Regions from separate parts of the Sus scrofa genome. Here region 1 is linked to region 2. Evidence: chromatin contacts called from public HiChIP or PLAC-seq data. All regions are on one chromosome and are shown on one strand. Each heading gives the region's core, a stretch centred on a gene start, on an enhancer-like site or on the middle of the called end of the contact. The rest is flanking DNA. Distances are from core to core; before and after follow the strand shown. Region 1 has its middle 52 kb from the start of SGMS1. Region 2 has its middle 130 kb from the start of MINPP1.

Region 1 (3,077 bases), core at 352-2,851, 180 kb before region 2:
AGCATGTGATTTAATTCTGCTGAGCCTCAGTTTCTTCATCAATAGAATGGGAGTAATAACAGTACTATAACTTGATGTTGTTACATGGGTTAAAGACATAACACCAACAAACAGGTGGGGTTTTTTGTTTGTTTGTTTGACCACACCTGCAGCATATGGAAGCTCCCGGGCCAGGGATGGAATCCAAACTTCAGCTGCAACCTACACCACAGCGGTGGCAATGCTGGATCCTTAACCCACTGCACCACAGTGGGTACCCTTGCAAACAGTTTAATAAAGCTCAGGACAAAGAGTAAGTGTTCATCAAATATTGTTCCTACTGGAAGGAGTAAACTATCGTCATCGTTATGAGGCAAAGCTAGTTCCAAGACATTACTTAAAAAACAGGTGTCCTCATAAGCTCAAAAACATTCTGGGCTCCTTCACCAGGAGTCTAGAGAAAGTCTTGCTGGAGAGACTTTTATTATTTCATTTAGTAATAAAGCACAGAGTGCTCCTATATCTTGGGAGCAAAGTGAGAGCAGCAGTAGCAAGCAGAGGCTTATTGGCCCCTGAGAAAAACAGAACTGTTAATATCATCCACACAGCAACAAAACTGAATCCCTTGCTCAAGATTGCCCAACTAATAAATGGCAGAGCTGGGGTTCAAACCCAGGCAGCCTGGCTTCAGTCCCTGTTCTTAACCATTCTGCCGCTTTAGCAATTAGAAAGAGCAATAATTGGAGACTGACCAAATCACAGACCAGAAGCAGGCCAGAGGAAGGCCAAAACCCCCCTAAAGATAGTTGAAGACAAGAGAGAAATAAGGGAAATGACACAAAAGAGCAGCTAATGGGGCCTCAGAATAAAAGGACCTAAACTGCTAATGATTCTAAGTTCAACTCTTAAGAACATAGTCATCGCAAGAATCCTAAAATGATGGTACTAGGAAAGTGAACCAGTTTCAACACTTGCTTAAAGACAAAATGACTAGAAGACACAAAAGCTGAGAAGATACCAATTAAATCCTTCATTTTAGCCACATTATGACTTAGAAACACCTGCTAGGGAACAGGTCACATGGAAAATACCAGCTATCATGGGAGAGCCCCAACAGGATGGGATTTTCTTACCAAGATTAAGTGTCCTGCTACCTTTTCCTTAAATTTCTACAGCAGAAAAGAGGAAGAAAGGTCACCAGAGTGGTTGAATTCTCTGTCAATCAGAAGGAAGGGGACAAGAAAAGGATGAAAATCGTGCCCCCGGTTAAGCAGGAGAATGCACAGAGAGCTGGAGAGATAAAGAGAAGCCAGCTTATCCCTGGCCAGCCTCAAATGTGGCACTCTTAAATGGCCCTGTGACCCCTGTCTCTTATTATCCATGCCTGTAATCCCCTTCCCTTGAGTGGGGGCAGGACCTGTGATTTGCCTATCACCAACAGAATAAGACAAAAATGATGGGGCATGTAGTTACATCACATAAGACTGTAACCTTCATTCTGCTACAAGATTTTCTCCCTTGTTGGTTTTGAGGAAATAAGCTGCCAAGTGGTGAGCTGCCTACAGAGAGAGCCAGAGAGGGCAGTCTCCAGCTGACAGGTAACAAGCAACTGAGATCCCATAGGAAACTGAGTTCTACCAACGATCATATGAGCTTAATGAAAATCCTTCCCCAGTCGAGCCTCAGATGAAAACAGCGGCCCCGGCTGATGACCTGATTACAGTCTTATAAAGTACCTAGCCAAATGGCAAAGAGACTCCTGACCACGAAAACTGAGATAGTCTGCGCACTGATTAAGTGACTAGTTGGCAGCGAACTTGTCATGTAGCTGTAATAACCAATACAGAAGGGAAGTCAGACACAAGCTCCTGATGAAACCACATGCCCTTCAGAGAGAGGAGGGGAAGGAAGTGGAAGGCCGGTGCCAGACCATGGAAGAAGGATCCTGCCCTCACACTGGTGTGCGTCCTCCTATTCAACTATCTCTGACTCAGACCCTCAGGTTCCTCTCTGACCACACACATCCTGTCACCCCATCCTTACCATTTGGAAGAGAAAGTGGGCCATAATTACCAAGGAAGTAACAATCTTATAAATGGTGATTAGGTTCCCTGACTGGCCTGTAAAGGCCAAATGCTGACATATTTAAAACATCAAGACCATCGTATGAGCTATTCTATGACCCTACTCATCACAAAATAATTTTAACAAAGAGTATTTTATATGTGATGTAATGGACTTATATTAAACACTCTATAAAACCCATGTTTGGAAAGACAAGTTAGAGACTTTGTTAGTGGTTTTAAGAACAAAGTAAAAATTCAAACATCTAAAGTTCTATCTAAGCTTTGCTAATATGGGTTCTTTAGAAATCAAACATATATATTCTAAAATATTCTGAGCAAGTACTGACTGCTTCTACAAATTAATTCAAGTAACATTTCTCCAGCAGAGCACACAGCTAAGCCTCACTGAGCCAGAGACCACTCACCTCAACAGGCCATCTAGCTACATACAAGCAGCCACTGGTGGGGAGGAGTCCCCTTGTGGCTCAGCAAGTTAGGGATCCAACGTTGTCACTGCAGCAGCTCGCATCACTGCTGTGGCACAGGTACAATCCATGGGCGTGGGCAAAAAATCAAGAAACTGGTGGGGCCATCCTACAATCACATCATTTGAAAGCTGGAAAATCCTCATTAATCTTCTCATCTTGGCCTCGCAGTTGACAGATGACGCCACACAGACCCCCAAGACTGTAGGCAACCTGTTCAGGGTCACCCAGAGGCACAAATGGGGCCTCCTATTTCCCAGGCTTGTTTATGCTCAAGTCTACCAAACTTTAGCTTCAACTCCAGACATAATGAAATCAGTGGTATCAAACATTCCATGAGGAAAAAAATTAGAACTAACTTTCCATGACAGTATGAAGTTTCTACCTCTGAAAACAAAGCTCCATGGTAAGAAAACAAACAAACAAACAAAAAACACTGAATAAACATTCATATTAAATGTTCAATTCATTCTTAAAAGCAATGCACAGGATTTCCTAGGTAAACTGAGATGCCCCTAAAATAGGCTGCCTTTCATGAGTGATCTGC
Region 2 (2,964 bases), core at 36-2,535:
CTCCAGCCGTATGTTGAGTATTACCCACCCCCTGGTTTAGTGAAGAACCTGTGCCCCGCCCCACAACCTGAGATTAATCTTAACATTCTCTACAGTTCGTCCTTAAGTAATATTAGTTATAACATCCTTCATGCATTCACACTGTATGCCTGAGTGAAACGTTTAAAACACTGATCATCCCACATCCTGCAGCTTTAGGAGAGATAACCTGCCAAGAGGGTCCTCAATCACAAGCTGGAAAACAGGACAGTGAAAAACCAACCGCTTCCTTTCTCCTGTTTCTATAAACTGGTTTGGACATATAGCTAATAGGACTGGGGAAGGCAGTTCTGAAATAAGATTTTTTTTTATTAACAGGATAACAAGTGACTGATGAAAGGGAGCTGGTGAGCCACTCTTTCCAGGGGTTCCCTAGTCACAGGACTCACAGAGGGGGGACCAGATGACTAGGGCTCAGTTAACCCACACCATCCACTTACAGATAAGGAAGCCATGGCCCCAGTTTGCTAAGGGCACAGTGTTAGCACGCATGCCCCAACCTGCGTGATATCTATAAGGGTGCTAAGGAAAAGAAGGGGAAGAAAGTAGGGGAGGACAAGGACAATGAGAAATGCAAACCCCTGAAAACAAAACTGAAAGTGGAATTAGAATTTTGACAAAAAGTAAGGGCAAATAAAACAAAACCTTGCATTTAATACAGAATCTTTCTTTTAAAAGCTGATGTACCTTAAAGGACATTAATCTTCTGCAGGATCTACCTTCCTTGGAAATAGCTAAAAATTAGCCAGAGTTGTTAGAGATGATGAAACTAGGCTAGCACGTGCCCCCTCTAACCTCCTAAGTGGTTCTTAAGGGCAGTTCCCATTCTCAGTTCCCTCTGCGGGCTGACCGCTTAGGGTGCACATCTGCCCAGACTCCTCTCTGCTGTCGAAATTGTCTCACTCAAAAAGGAAATGCCGAAACCAAAAGAAAAAAGGAAACAAAACCAAAATACACCAGGTCCACCCATCCACACCACCCTAGGGTGTCAGTCACCTTCTCAGGCGCTGTCACCCAGGGAACCTGAAGCAGGCCCCGCCTCCTCCAGCCCTCCCCCTCCGCCCCCAGGGAGCTTGGTGTGCAACTGACACAGGACACCCATTACCTGGTGATGGCACATATCTGTGGGCCAGTCTGTCTCCCCCACCAACCCCTCGGGAACTCAGACCCCATCTTACTCATCCCTGTATCGCGAGGCACAACAAGGGTCTGTCCCAAAGCAGACTCTCAACATGTGTTCACCACCACGTAAACCCCAGGTTGAGAATGTGGGGCATAAGTGCACAGGCCTCTCTGGCCTCCCCGGCCTTCCCTTGGCCTTGTCCCATCCTCTCTGCCCTGTCACATTCCCTCACCAAGCAAACAAGCTAACCCTGGCTACTGGGTCACAGGCGAGCCCTGACAACCAGCACAGGGAAAAATCTGGAACATTTCTTCCCAAATACAGTTCACTTGTATGTTCTGTTCTGAGTTAAGCCTAAATCCTGATTTCCTACAAAATCCTTCAATTCAAAACATTTCTAATGCCTCAGTTTTCGTGTAACATTGTTCAGATGGTGGAACTGCAGTCTCCATCACAAAATAGAAAACTGAGGCTGGAATAAGAGTGGTTCACACTTAGGGGTGAGGGCTTCCTGTGTGTGGGTGCTGTATTAAATTTGGACACAAAGTGGCTATTTTACCTCACAACAGCTGGAGACAGGTATACAGCCCTTCTTTTCCTATCTTTTTTTTTTTTTTTTTTTTTGCCTTTTAGGGCCCCACCCACAGCATATGGCAGTTCCCAGGCTAGGCATTGAATCAGAGCTACAGCTGCTGGCCTACACCACAGCCACAGCCACATCAGATCCGAGCGGCGTCTGTGACCTACACCACAACTCATGGCAACACCAGATCCTTAACCCACTGAGCTAGGCTAAGGATCGAACCTGCAACCTCGTGGCTCCTAGTTGGATTCGTTTCCACTGTGCCACAACAGGAACTCCCCTTTCCTTTTTTTACCTACAGACAGTTTTCTACAATAATTAAACCAGTCAAATAAGATTATCTTCTGCCTCTCTACTGTCAGGCTATGGATCTTCATAGACTTTTACTTTCTCTGTGCCTAGATTTTCCCAAGGGGTTAAATGGTGAACACAAAGCCTTTTTATGCCTATGGCAAGGAGCAGGGAGAGTGCAAAATAACAAAATTAAAACAAATCAGGTCATCTTCCTAAGACAAGATGCATCAGATAGCACCTCACGCTTCTAATAAGACTGGACTTGCGTTTCCAAATCTCTCCACCCTGGGTTATCATCCATCTAACCCATGTCAGGAACACTGGCAAGGACAGAAAGCAATTTCTCCTTTGCACTGGCTCAGACATCCCTCTGCTGGCCTAGATAAACAGGACCATGGGAGTTCAGTTTTTATTTCATGAGGCAGACAGTATTTAAAATTTCTGAAGCTGAAATCACCTCACCTGACTGTAACTAGAAGTAGGAGCAGCTGGCTCTTCACTGATGTGAGTATTGCTTATGGACGTGGTTCTCAAAAGTGGTCCCAGACCAGCCAGCCGCGTCAGCATCAGCTGGGAAGATGTTAGACATGTAAACTACCAGGTCCCACCCCAAGCTACTTGCCTCAAAAACTCAGGAGGGGGTGGGCCCAGCACAAGGTGTTTTAACAAGCCGCCAGGTGAAATCTGAGCCCCATTACCGTGAGCATGGGCATGCCCTGCTGGGCTACCGTGTGTTTCCCAATTGTACGTAATCACCATGGTGTCCACCAACAGCACTTACTTTGGTCATTTTTTCTTTTTTTTTCTTTTTTTTTTCTTTTTTTTTTTTTAGGACCGCACCCACTCCATATGGAGGTTCCCAGGCTAAGGGTTGAATGGGAGCTGCAGCTGCCAGCCTACATCACAGCCACAGCAAAGCAAGATC

What was found. HiChIP or PLAC-seq counts read pairs in DNA pulled down with a chosen protein or histone mark.
Region 1: a contact with region 2 is called in an H3K27ac HiChIP or PLAC-seq map of alveolar macrophages. The contact joins two enhancer-like sites. A contact is called at or near these places in 3 of 47 Hi-C or Micro-C datasets (alveolar macrophages, liver and skeletal muscle) and 2 of 2 datasets of contacts at active chromatin or transcription factors (alveolar macrophages and skeletal muscle).

What each region holds. Positions count from the first base shown.
Region 1 is chr14:99,267,015-99,270,091 of Sscrofa11.1, forward strand. It overlaps a transcript of SGMS1 not described here. Among named protein-coding and RNA genes, the nearest start is that of SGMS1, 52 kb to the left of the region's middle. Within about 2 kb of position 1,602, at least 6 of the 83 cell types and tissues checked have an H3K27ac peak or open chromatin away from gene starts, as enhancers often do. A contact at or near this core is called in alveolar macrophages, where this site is marked.
Region 2 is chr14:99,443,461-99,446,424 of Sscrofa11.1, forward strand. It overlaps a transcript of SGMS1 not described here. Among named protein-coding and RNA genes, the nearest start is that of MINPP1, 130 kb to the right of the region's middle. Within about 2 kb of position 1,286, at least 26 of the 83 cell types and tissues checked have an H3K27ac peak or open chromatin away from gene starts, as enhancers often do. A contact at or near this core is called in alveolar macrophages, where this site is marked.